2 separate regions of the Mus musculus genome follow, and region 2 is linked to region 1. Evidence: chromatin contacts called from public Hi-C data. All regions are on one chromosome and are shown on one strand. Each heading gives the region's core, a stretch centred on a gene start, on an enhancer-like site or on the middle of the called end of the contact. The rest is flanking DNA. Distances are from core to core; before and after follow the strand shown.

The links. A called contact is a pair of places that touch in the nucleus more often than the background predicts.
Region 2: a contact with region 1 is called in a Hi-C map of the G1E-ER4 cell line, with 2.3 times the contacts expected there. The contact joins two enhancer-like sites. A contact is called at or near these places in 20 of 484 Hi-C or Micro-C datasets (the G1E-ER4 cell line, the HPC-7 cell line, bone marrow-derived macrophages and 13 more) and 10 of 115 datasets of contacts at active chromatin or transcription factors (bone marrow-derived macrophages, cardiomyocytes, craniofacial prominence and 5 more).

What each region holds. Positions count from the first base shown.
Region 1 is chr13:35,951,563-35,958,105 of GRCm38.p6, forward strand. No RefSeq gene overlaps it. Among named protein-coding and RNA genes, the nearest start is that of Gm30127, 9.4 kb to the right of the region's middle. Within about 2 kb of position 1,554, at least 6 of the 459 cell types and tissues checked have an H3K27ac peak or open chromatin away from gene starts, as enhancers often do. A contact at or near this core is called in the G1E-ER4 cell line, where this site is marked.
Region 2 is chr13:35,729,560-35,736,435 of GRCm38.p6, forward strand. All of the region lies in intron 3 of Cdyl (chromodomain protein, Y chromosome-like), which reads left to right. Among named protein-coding and RNA genes, the nearest start is that of Cdyl, 73 kb to the left of the region's middle. Within about 2 kb of position 2,867, at least 7 of the 459 cell types and tissues checked have an H3K27ac peak or open chromatin away from gene starts, as enhancers often do. A contact at or near this core is called in the G1E-ER4 cell line, where this site is marked.

The DNA.
Region 1 (6,543 bases), core at 304-2,803:
CACGACCTCCCCAGGAACTGACATCCTACTTGGCAGAAAGAGACATGTACATGGGTAACTGACATCCTGGTTGGCAAGTTAAGACACGAACGTTAGACAAGTCTCATCTTGGTAGATGAGGTAGAACATAATTATTTGACAAGGTAAGTCCCCTGCCACAGCTGGAATGCCCCAACACCAATGGAAACAGGATAAATGTACATCAAAGACAAGTTCCTAAGGAAATCCCCTATCCCTAATCTAACCAATCAGTTATTTCCTGGTTGGTGAAATAACGTGGCACAGATGTTTGTGGATTTGGGGTTCAAAAATCCTGTAGAATCTTAACTCAATATCATGGTTCATTTCCTGAATCTGGGCCATGGCCCTGGTCGACCAGTCCTGAGGTGTGTGCTCAATAAACTCTCCCTATCTGACTGAGGTCGGTGTTCGTATGGTTTGTGAGGTGATTCCTTGACCCTAACAATAAGAAGGATAAATGTTGAAAAGCAAGCAAGACCTTGCAGTCTTTCTCTCTCGCTCCAGGGGCTGCAGTGACCTCAGCAGAGGTAACAAACACCCCTTTCTCTTACTGCAGCAGTATCTTGCTGTTCACACAGTTCTGAACATTTAATTTTCTGGCTTTCTTACTTGGTTGTTTTGTTTTGTTTTGTTTTGTCTTTTGAGACAGGGTCTCTCTATGTAGCTCTAGCTGTTGCTCAGTAGGTCAGGGTGGCCTTGAACTCAGAGATCTGCCTGCCTCTGTCTCCCAAGTGCTGAGATTAAGATCATGTGCCATCACACTTGACACCTTTTATTTTCTTGTTAACCTCTATGATAGTTAGATTTAATTGACAGTTAGATGGAATTTAGAATTATCTTTGATACAAACTGGGCCTACCTTAGGGAGGGGTTTCTGCAGAAATTAAACTGAGAAGAGCCAGTTTGTATGTTGATGGTATCCTGTGGGCTAGGGCCTTAGGGTTTCTGTTGCTGTGATAAAGATCATGACCAAAACCAACTTGGGTAGGAAAGGGTTTATCTTAAACTTCCAGGTAACGGTCCATTGATGGGGGGAGGGGGTGTCAGGGCGGGAACCTGGAGGCAGGAACTGAAGCAGAAGCCATGGAAGAACTCTGCTTACTGGCTTGCTCTTCCTGACTTGCTCAGCCTGCTTTCTTACAGCACCTAGGATCGCCAGTCCAGTGATGGTATCACCCACAGTGAACTGGACCTTCTCACATCAATCTTCAGTCAAGAAAATGCACCACAGACTTGCCCCACAGGCCAATCTGGTCGAGCCATTTTCTCAATTGAGGTTCCCTCTTCCAAAAATGACTCTAGCTTCTGTTGAATTGACATAAAAGTAGCCAGCACAGCTGGGGTTGTGGAATGAAAAAAAAAAAGGGGGAGGGAACCTGGACACTTAGCACTCATCTTTGTCAGCTTCCTGACTGGATAGGATGTGCCCACTCATCTCCAATTCCCACTGCCATGCCTGCCTCACTGTGATGGGCAGTGTCTCCTCACACTCAAACCATTCCTCTGTGAGATTGCTCTTGCCCCGTATTTCATCACAGCAAAGAGGGAAGTAACAAACACAACCTCGTGCATGTCCTGGGGATTGTTCATACAAGCAGGTGAAGATTGACCCCAGGGTCTGAAAGGACTGCTCTACAACTGAGATCCTGTCTGCTCTTTTCTTAGCACAAAGAGTGCTTCGGGGGAAGTGCTGGTGGCTGCGTACACTCAGCTGCTGCAGTTGAGTTGTTGGTTCAAACTGTTTGATCGACAGATGTTGATGGGCCTGGGGTGCAGCTCAGCAGTTCAGCATGCTGGAGGCCCTGGGTTTGAGCCCTAGCACTACAGAAAAGGAAAATGTTTCACAGAGGGGTCATAGTGCCCCCAGAGAAGGCTCATCAAAGCTCTAGTGTCATTGTTGATTGTCTTGGAGTTGTTTGTGGTCCATTTTGTCTTACAGGAACCCTGGATTCTATGCAGCCTAAGATGTCTTTTTCTCTCCTTTGCTGTCTTCTGGTACTTTGGGGTTCCAATTTTTACATTAGGAACTCTAATCTACCTGCAGCCAAATTTGAGGTTTAGAGTTGAATTTCCCCAAGTAGTTATTTCAAAACTAGCTACGAAATGATTCCTGGTTTTTGGTTAGTTCATACACTGTCTTTATCATACACCATTATGTAGTACCTTTCATTTGATTATCTATCTATCTATCTATCTATCTATCTATCTATCTATCTATCTATCTTGGATACAAGGTCTTGCTCGGTAGCCTAGTCTAGCCTCAAACTGAGAGTTCTCCTCTGTTGGAGGACCTTGCTATTAATGTTGAAGTCCACCATGCCCTTTCTCAGGGGGACTCTCTCTTCTTTCCCTGATCTTATCTGGAGAGTGTCTCTAAGAACAGGCGCCTGACATTATCTACAGAATGACCCTGAACAGAGCTTCCTGAAGGCTGCATGATTCAGCACATAAGTTCCTTTCAACCCTTCCAACCATCTGATAATTAAGTACTGTGTTGCGACCAACCAGCCCTTCACACTCATAACCCCCAAAACCTCTGAGGAAAGACAGGTAGCCTAGGGCCAGATGACAGGTTTTATTTTTATGTTTATAGAAAAATTGAGTGGCAAGAAGCAAGTTCCCACCCTTACCCTGTCCCCCCACCACCCGGCCACCTCACATGTCCTTTGTCAGTACCCTGTCACCCATTGATGCTGCTCTTGCACAGTGTTAGCATCGCATCACTGGATTCTGTGTGTGTCTGGCATGAGCATCACACAGGAGCTTCCTGCTCAGTATATCTCCGTGCATTCATATTCTTCTTGACCAGCTCTTGGGAACTGCTGATCCTTTTTGATGCTTCCATGATTTTGCCTCTTCTTAAGGGTTGGAGGAGCCATACAGTGAGGCAGCTTCTCACTCTGGCTCCTCCCATGTCATATTATGCATTTAGGTCTCCACGTGGGTTTCCCTTGGCTTGATAGTACCTTTCCTTTCGCTGTCTTTTCTTTGCCCTTCTGTCTTAGTTAGGGTTTTACTGCTATGAACAGACACCATGACCAAGGCAACTCTTTTAAGGGACAACATTTAATTGGGGCTGACTTATAGGTTTAGAGGTTCAGTCTATTATCAAGGCAGGAGCATGGCAGTGACAAAGCAGACATGGTACAAGAGGAGCTGAGAGGTGTACATCTTAATCTTCAGGCCTCTAAGAGAAGACTGACTTCCAGGTAGCTAGGACAAGGGTGTTAAAGCCCATGCCCACAGTGACACACCTACTCCAACAAGGCCATGCCTCCTAATAATGCTTGGGCCAAGAATATACAAACCATCATGCCTTACCTTCTTCCTCCCACCCCCACATGTTTCCTTCCTCTCCTCTTTCCTCCCCTCATCTCCCCTTCTCTCCTCTCTATTTTCCTTTTCTTTGCTCTCTCTTCTTTCTCCTCTCTTACCCCTTCTTGCCCCTCTTTTCCTCCTTCTTTTTAGAGATAGGGTCACGCTATATTATCCAGCTACCCAGTAGCTCATCCATCTTCACTGTCAAGCAATACTCTATTGTCATATGCACTGTGGTTTGTCTACTCCTTTACCTATGATGATAGCTAGTTTTTAAATAACTGGCTGCAACCTAGAATCACTTTTCAAGAGAGCCTGAGTGAGGAACTGCAGCACAGTGGATCAGACTGACATGTGGGCATACTTGCAGGATGGGATTGCCTTTCCTGCCTTCAGGGAGGTTGGATGGAAGACCATGTGGATTGCATCACTTCATGTGCTGGCCCCTGAACAGTATAATAGAGAAAGATGCAGCCTGGGTGCAAGCAAGCAAGGATGTGTGCATCACTCTTTGCTCTTGACTAGAGATGTAATGCGACTGGCTGCTTGAGTTCCTGCCTTGACTTCCCCTTAATTGACGATGTTTGGAGCTGAATGCTGAGTGAACCTTCCCTTCCTCAAGTTGGTTTTGGTTGGGGTGTTTTATTTTGTTTTTTTTCCAGCAAAGGAGATGAAACTAGAACTACTGAAGCATGTGTTGGCTGGTTCTACGTTTACTTTTTAATTTTATTTCCTCATTAAATGTATTTGCATCTGCAGGAGAGGTTGAGCAGCGTGTACATAGACTTAATAATGACCAGTCTCTTTCCATCCCCTATACACCTCTTTCTAGACCCTTCCTGTCTTTCTAGATTTGTTTTTTATTATTCACTAGCCTACACAGTAGTGGGTTTCATTATGGCATTTTTATATGATTTGTATTTCCTTCCTTCTCTTCCATCCCCTTTGTTTCAACCCACGTAGCCCTCTTTCTGTTTCTTGGCACATGGATTCAATCACCCTCTTTCTTCCTCAAAACATCCATTTCCCGTCTCACAGTGCCTTTTTGCTCTGGTTTCCTTCCTGTTGCTGTGATAAAAACACCCTGATGAAAATCAACGTAGGAAGAAAGGATTTGTTTGGCTTAGACTTCCAGGTCACAGTCTGCCGTTGAAGGGAACTCAGAGAAGGAACTCAAGGCAGGAAGCTTAGTAGAATGGGATGACCCCACTTTGTTGGCTTGTAATGGTAACATTTATTGGCCTGATGTAATTGTTGTCCTTGAGGCTTACTACCCCAGTCTGCTAATTCAGCCTTTTAGAATCTAATCTAGGCCTAGAATTCTTTCAGCCTCTGAGATTTACTGCTGAATAAGCTCACCCTTTCTTGTTCATTCTGAATTCTGGCTACCTCGTTCAACTCAGCTATTCTGGCTCAAATTCCTCTGCTAGCTGGCTGATTCAACCTGGCTTCTCTCTCTCAGCTTCTCCCAAATTGCTCTGCTTGGCCTCATACTAACTTATCGTCTAATCTTCTGGCTCCTTCTCATTGGCTGACGTGTTCTTTCTTCACCTGTGTCTAGCTTATTCTCTATCTGCACAACTGTCCAGATAGAACTGCCTCCTCTCTTTTTTTCCTCTGCACTGTTCTCTTAAGTGGCTCCTCCTTCCTCTCTCTTTTCATGAGAGTTGGGCATATCCTATTCTGTCAAATCTTTCTCTGATTCATCACTTTGTCTGCCACTCAATTAAACATCACCTTCAAACATGGGTGCCTCCTTCTACAAACTAACTTTACCTTCATTTTTTAGGATTAAAGGTTTGTTCTAAGGGCTAAGGCACACCCCAACTAGAAATAGATTTGTTTCAGTAAATAACACAACGTTGGGGTTAACAGTGTGATCAAGTAATTCTGCAACACTGGCTTGCTCGGGCTCATGCTTAGTTAGCTTTTCTATGTAGCTCATGACCACCCCCTCAGGGAATGATGATGCCCACAGTGGGCTGAACCCTCCTGCATCAATTGACAATAAAGACAATTCCCATAGACATGCTCATAGGCCAGTCTGATCCAGAGGTGCTTTGTTTTGTTTTGTTTTGTTTTGTTTTGTTTTAAAGAAGCTAGCTAGGGCTTAGCAATCTATGAGTATTAACAAATGACCTGAAATGTAGTGACTTAACAACAGTTTAAATGTCATGTTTTATTTCTTCAGAGCTAGAAATTTAGGAGTGTTTTATGAATGTGTTCCTGGCCCGTTTTCTCAAGAGGTTGCAGCAAAGGTGTTGGCCAAGGCTATAGTCACCTGACAGCTTAGAGCCCCTTCCCAGGAGCACTCCCAATGCCCAGTCATGTGACTAGAAAGTATACTGATGCCTGTGGATCTCACAACAGGAGACTGGGAGCCAGAGAGCAGGGAGAGGTTGGACCCCCCAGTGTCTTCTGTGACAGGTTGGGGAGTTCTACACTCTCACATCTACATACTCCAGAGTGCACAGGTCCTTAGAGGGTTGTTGGAGGATTTTACCAGGGAGTAAAAGTCACTTTGGACTGTCTATGAGAATGGCTGTCACATAGAGAAATTGAGAGACTTAATTTTTGGCTTCTGTGGAAATGTTTGTATTTGCAAAAATGACAAGTCTTAATATATGTTCTTTTCTTTTTATTAGCACATATGTATTATACAAATAATGAATGCACTGTGACATTTTTATTCATAGATGCAATGGGCTTTGCTCAGATTCACCTGCATTGTCCGCTCTTGCTGTCTTCCCAAGACGCTTCCCCTCTACTTCCTTGTCTTTATAGAATTCCACGTATGATGATTTAACATGATCATCTCCAGTTCCATGGATTTTCCTGAAAATTATATGATTACCTTCTTTTCTGGTGCTAAATTAAATCTCAGTGTGTGTAAGTGTGTGGTGTATGGTATGTGGTGTGTGTGTGGTGTTTGTGTGTGTGGTGTGTGTATGGTGTGTGTTTGTGTATGTCTGTGTGTTTGTATGTGTGGTGTGTATGTTATGTGTATTGTGTGCATGTGTGGTTGTGTATGTGTGTGTGGTTTGTGGTGTGTGTGTTTCTGTGATATATGCATGTGGGTATGTGATGTGTGTATGGTGTGTGCATCTATATGTGGTGTGTGGTATGTGTATATGGTACTTGCATGTATGTGTGGTATGTGTGTGTTTTGTTTGTGTGTGTGTCTTATTTAGGGTTTTACTGCTA
Region 2 (6,876 bases), core at 1,617-4,116, 220 kb before region 1:
TGGTTTTATGAGATCCCATTTATTAATTGTTGATCTTAGTAGGCACTAAGAGCTATTGGTGTTCTGTCCAGGACTGTTCTGTCTCTGTGCCAGTGCATTCAAGGCTACTCCCCACTTTCTTTTCAATCAGATTTATTATATCTGGTTTTATGCTGAAGTGTTTGATCCACTTGGACTTGAGTGATAGATGTGGATCTATTTCTATTCTTCTACATTCAGACATCTAGTTAGACCAGCACCATTTACTGAAGATGCTTTCTTTTTTCCATTGTATAGTTTTGTTTTTTCTTTCTGTTTGAGTGAAATGCTCTGTAGACATCTCTTAGGTCCATTTGATTCATAATATCAGTTAGTTTCATTATTTCTCTGTTTAGCTTCTGTCTTGATGACCTTTCAAATGGTGAGAGTGAGGTGTTGAAGTCTCCCATAATTAATGTGTGGGGTTCTATGTGTGATTTAAGTTTTAGTAATGCTGCTTTTATGAATATGAGTGCACTTGCACTTGAGACATAGATTTCAGAATTTAGACATCATCTTGATGGATTTTTCTTTTGATGAATATGAAGTATCCTTCCCCATCTCTTTGATTACTTTTATTTGAAAGTCTATTTTATTAGATATTATAATGCCTACTCCAGCTTGCTTCTTGGGGTTAACTTGCTTGTAAAATCTTTTCCCAGCCCTTTGCACTGAGGCCACTCTATCTTTGATGCTGACGTGTGATTCTTGTATGTAGAAGAGTGGTGGATCTTATCTTCACATCCATTCTGAGAGCCTGTGTCTTTTTATTGGGGAATTAAGTCCATTGATGTTGAGAGATATTAAAGACCAATTATTGTTATTTTCTGTAATTTTGATTATGGTGGTGGTGGTTTTGTGTGTGTGTGTGTGTGTGTGTGTGTGTCTTGTCTTTGCTGGTGTGGAATTATTTCCTGTGTTTTCTTGAGAATAGTTAATGTCTTTTGTGTTGGAATTTTCCTTCTAGCATCTTCTGTTGGGCTGGATTTGTGGATAAACTGATTAAATTTGATTTTTCTCATGGAAAATATTGTTGTCTTTCTCTACAGTGATTGAAAGTATATTGCTGTATATAGTCTTAGAGACTACAAGACATCTGCCCAGCCTCTTCTGGCTTTTAAAGTCTCTGTTGAGTCTCTAAAAGTTCGATGTCATTTTAATAAGTCTGACTTTATGTGTCACTTGGCCTTTTTCCCTTGTAGCTTTTAATATTCTTTCTATGTTTTGTATAGTTAGTATTCTGATTATTATATGGCAGGAGGATTTTTCTTTTCTGGTACAGAAGATCTGTTTGGTCTTCTGTAAGCTTCTTGTATGTTTCTAGGCATCCCTTTCTTTAGGGAATTTTTCTTCTATGATTTTGGTGAAAATATTTTCTAAATCTTTGACCTGGGAATCTTTTTCTATTCCTACTATTTTTAGCTTTGATCTCTTCACAGTGTTCCATATTTCTTGTATGTTTTGTGTCTGGAACATTTTAGACTTAACATTATCTTTGACTGATGTATCAACTTCTATTGTATCTTCTACATGTGAGATTCTCTCTTCCATCTCTCCTGTCCTTTTGTGATGCTTGTGTCTGTAGACTGTTCTCTTTCCTAGGTTTTCCATCTCCAGGACTTCCTCAGCTTGTGTTTTCTTTATTATTTCTATTTCCATTTTCAGGTCTTAAATAGTTTTATTTACTTCCTTCACCTTTTTGTATTTTCCTGTATTTCTTTAAGGGATTTATTTAATTTTTTCTTTAAAGGCCTCTGTAATCTTTATAATGTTGGATTTAAGGTCACTTTCTTGTAATTTAGCTGTGTTAGAATATCCTGGACTTGCTGTAGTAGGACAGCTGGGCTCCAGTGGTGCCATGTTGCCCTGGCTGGGTTTTGTTTTGTTTTGCTTTCTTTTGTTTGTTTGTTTGGCTTATTCTAGGTTTAGATGCTGGTTTCTGAGCATATCTTTGTTGGAGGAGTGGGTTTTGGATGGTTTTTTCCCTTTGTTTCTCTTTCCCCTCTGTCTTTTGGCCTGAGTGGCCTGGGTTTCTGGTGAATAGCGAGTCTTCAGGTCTAGTAGGGTACCCCCCCCCCTGGGGTTTTTGTGGCCTACCTGGCCTGTAGGATTTGGGTGCTCACCTTGCCTCTGAGGTCCCTATTCCCTAGTGCCAGAGGGTCTCCAGGAAAGCAGATAGAGTTGTGGGCTGGAAAATGGAGTCTAGGGGGTAGGATACAGTTTGTCTATGCTGGGTATGCTTTCAGAGAAGTTGGTGGGTAGCAGGAGGGTGGGGAGGGTACTTACCTTGTGTCATTGATGCCTTCCAGCCTCCAAGGAAGCAGGCAGAGTTGTGGGGCAGGAAATGAAGCATAGGGTATGGGGTGGAGTTTACCACTGTTGGGTATACTTTCAGGGGAGTTGGCCAGCATGGGGCTTGGGAGGAGTAGAGTTGCTATGCCACTATTTTTTAAACATTACATTATTGATGGGTCTACAGGCTGATTCTGTATCTTAAATTTAAGCTAATGTTTAGTTAGTAGGGTTTTTTTTTTTTGTTTTTTTGTTTGTTTGTTTGTTTGAAACAGGATCTTACTCACAGGTTGGCCTAGAACTCTCTACGTAGACCAAGCTGACCTTTAACTACAGATAAGTTCTACTTATCTCATTTCACTGTGTGTCCTTGGATTAAAGATATGAACCCCTACATCCGGTCCTGTTTGTTGAGACAAAGTGTTAGGCTAGCATCAAACTCAATAAGTGACAAAGATGACTAAACTGCAGCTCTGTCTCTCCCTCCCATTTGCTGGCATTGCTAGTATGAGTCACTGTATCCTGTAAAAGCCAAACCTCTTAAGAATACAGATAAGGGCTACAGATAAAAGCACTTGATACTCTTTAAGGAGGCCGAGTTCCATTCCATGCACCCACGTCAGACAGTTCACAACTGCCTAAAACTCCAGCTCTACAAAATCTAGCACCATCTTCTGGTCTTTCTGGGAACCCATACGTGAATGGCATATACTCACAGATAGATATATAGAGAAATACATGCAAATAAATCTTTTTAAAAGTAATAGTTAGCAGATTATTGTTTAAGAGATCAGGACATTGCTATGACCTCTAGCCTCGTCTGCTTCTTCACTCCATCTTAAGTCCCTCTTCCTACATTCTGCATGCCAGCTTCTTACAGAGTCTCAGAGGTGTCTTGTTTCACATCTGAGTCTTTATATCAGGTCTTCTCCGAAACTTGAAGCATCTCCTCTGCCCTCTGAATTCAAGTTATTCTTTTCTCTCATCGGTTTAGGTATAACCTAAAACCCAACCAGCAGTTGAGCACACTCAGCACCCAGATGTTTCTTCTCAGTATGCTTCTCTAGTGAAAGGAGTCAGAGCTCCCTGTGGAAATGGCTGATTCCAGGAAAATATGCAAGATGATCTTGGAACATCTTATAGTGCCAGAAAGAATGGAAATGCTCAAAACACACACACCCTGTGCCTGGTGAGAGTGAGTCAAAGGAGCCACCAGAAACCTCCTGCTGTCCAGAGATAAAGCAGTATGGGTTACAATCCAAAGTATATAACCAGCATCCAGGAGGCTGGGCTAATGGAAATGAATGATTAATGCATTAAGTAGAGGCGAGGCAAATTCTTATTCACATGAATTCCAAATACTTTTCTAAATGTCCTCCTCCTCAAGGGAGGGCTACATATATTGATTCGCTTCCAAAGGGTACAGCACGGAACAAGGAAAGGAGAGCTACAGTCAAGTGATGATCATCATGAACACGTAAAATTGGGTGAATGTACCCTGAACCGGATGAGATGTGATAAGAGAGGCACCTTACCCCCACAGCCACTTTCCCTAACAAGGAGTCCATCATTAGACACATTCCATCATAGGGCATTCTGCAAATGGCCTTGAACCAGAATGAGAAATATCCTTCAAACCTGTCAAGGTCATTAAATTGTCAAGAAATTGTCATGGCCAAGATCACTCAAAGAAGGCAGAAGGTACCTGCTTGACATGCTGGCATATGAAGGGGAATTAGGTAAACGTTAAGGGTCTCTAAATGAAGTACAGACTTTGGTTAATGTGATGGGCCAGGAGGGTTTGCCCAAGCAGAGCAGACACCTAGTAGCTAGGTATCCTTGAGGTGAATCTGTATCACCACGTACACAAAAAAGTATCAGTCTGGCTTCATTAGTAGTGACAAATATAACAGAGTAACAGAAGACATTGATCCCAGGGAACTTGGGTACAGAGGATGTGGGGACTGTGTTAAAATGAGAAAAGTTTATAAGCCAGGTAAAAGGCTCATGCTTTTAACCCCAGCACTTGGGAGGCAGAGGCATGGGGGTCTCTAGGAATCTAAGGCCAGCGTGGTCAGCAGAGTGAGTTCCATAACAGCAAGGGCTGAGTAGAAAGACACTGTCTCAAAGAAACAAAACAAAATAAAGGAGAAAAACTGAAATGTTTATTAAAAAAAAACATAACCAAGTAAATATGCCCTAAAGACTGAATACATATGAGATGCTTCCTACTTTCCACTAGTTATTTAAAAGTCTTCCAAGTACTGCATGAATAGAGAATATTCTTCTTCTTAAGCTAAGGAGTTGGTCATAGACCGTGTGATGTCTTTATGTCCTTTTGCAAGTCCGGTAGTTCGTTTCCTTTTCCTTTTATTTGATGCAGTGGTGTGTGTGTGTGTGTGTGTGTGTGTGTGTGTGTGTGATGAGAGCAAGTACAAGTGTGCACATGCCACAGTGCACACACGGAGGTCAGGAGACAACTTGCAGTCCCCTCTCCTCTTCTGCCATGGGTTTTAGGGACTGAGCTTACGTCATCAAGCTTAAGAAGCAAATTCTTTCTCCACGGAGCCATCTCACCAGCTTCAGTACATCAAGTATTAGAAAAACTACCACAACAATTGTACGGAAGTAAAGGTGTTTCATTTTCTTGGGATTTTGTTTGGAGGTACGGAACTACTTATGGACTCAGTGATTTGTCTCTGCTGGCTCCTGAGTACTTGCACACAGTGTGGTGAGCTCTTGCCTTTAGGAAAGTGACAGAACTCAGCCCTGTTAGGTAGCTCAGGCTCACAACTTCCTACCATTTTCCTTGATTGGTGAGCAAGAGTGATCTTTCCCTGACAGTTTAGCGTCTGTTTATCCCAACAAATTATTAGCTGCGTGGAAGCAGGAAGGGGTGTGTGTGTGTGTGTGTGTGTGTGTGTGTGTGTGTGGTGTATGTGTGCATGTACATGTGCTCATGTTTAATTTTGATTAGCAAGATGCCTGCTCACAAGGGGTCAATAAACTTTTACGGAACGAGTGAATGACTTTGTGACTCAGCTCTCAGACCTTCAAGTTGCATGGACCAGGACATGAATTGAACTTTCCTTACCAACTGGCATATAGTCAGTAGCAGTACATATCCCTAAAGATGCTTTGCTGGATGAATGTGCTTGCTTAGAGATTTCTGTAAATGTTAGCTATCATTTTATTAGGTGTTTGTTGAATTAAAGAGCTTCATATTTGTAAGGATTTTAGAACAGTTCCCAGTACAGGGCCACGGCTTTTGTTTGTGTTCTTTTCTTCCTTTTTCCCACCTCTCTGTCTTCCCTTTTTTCTAATATTCCCACTGACCAAATTAAATTTTATCCTTTTGGTTTAACTTGTTAGATTATCTGGAAGAAAAGGGTTAAAATAATGTGCTATAAAATTGGGGCTGGGGAAATGGCTCAGCTGGTATAAAAAAAAATTGTGTGCAAACATGAAGATTGGAGTTTGGATTCCCAGGACCATGTAAAGAGCCAGGGATGGCAGGGATGACATCTGTACTCCCAGTGCTTGGGAGGGCAGTGAGGGATGGAGGCTACAGGAGGATGTCCTGGATGCCCACTGGATAGCCAGTCCAGCTAAAAATGAACTCCATGTTCAAGAAGAGAGCATGCCTTGAATAAACAAACAACAAACAAATAAAATAGAAAACAAGGTGCAGAGTGACTGAGGAAGACTTGCTCCCTTGCTCTTCCCTCCCTTCTCTCCCCAACCCCCTCTCTCTCCACATGCCTCTCTCTCTCTCTCTCTCTCTCTCTCTCTCTCTCTCTCTCTCTCTCTCTCTCTCTGCCTCTACTACCCTTTTAACTCCCCACCCCATGCCCTGAATAAACTCTATTCTATACTAAAAAAAAAAAAAAAGAAAAGAAAGAAAGAAATGTATTGAGACAAGGTTTCACTATATAGCTCTGTCTGGCCTGGAGTTCTCTATGTAGAACAAGCTGCCCTCTAACTAATAGAGATCTGCCTGCCTCTGCCACCTGAGTGCCGGGACTAAAGACTTACACCACCCCACTGGCAAAATACTTTAATTAAAAGGATCGCTCCATTACCTTTTTTTTTTAAAAAAATGATTTGAAAGCAATACAATTCATACATAACTGACCACCTAATTTTGCACATTGTACTGATCTTTTCAAATACTAGTTTTCAAAAAATTTGATGTAGTTTAATATGTAAAAATATATTATATAACCAGGTGTGGTGGCTCTTATTGTTCGTCCCAGCACTCAGGAAGCAGAGGCAGATGGATCTCTATGAGTTTGAGGCCAGACAGGTCTACATAGTAAGTTCCTGTCTCAAAACCAATACCAAAATAAAATACACACACACACACACACACACACACACACACACACACACACACACACACTGTTCATCTAAACCATTGCCTCTCAAACATTAGCATGCATTAGAATCACTCAATGGGCTTTACTTAGCTGAATAGATTGTTATCTAAGTGCTTTTATACTTTTCTTTTGGTAAGAGGATTTGGGAATTGAACCCATGACCCTGCACATACTAGGCAAGTATTTT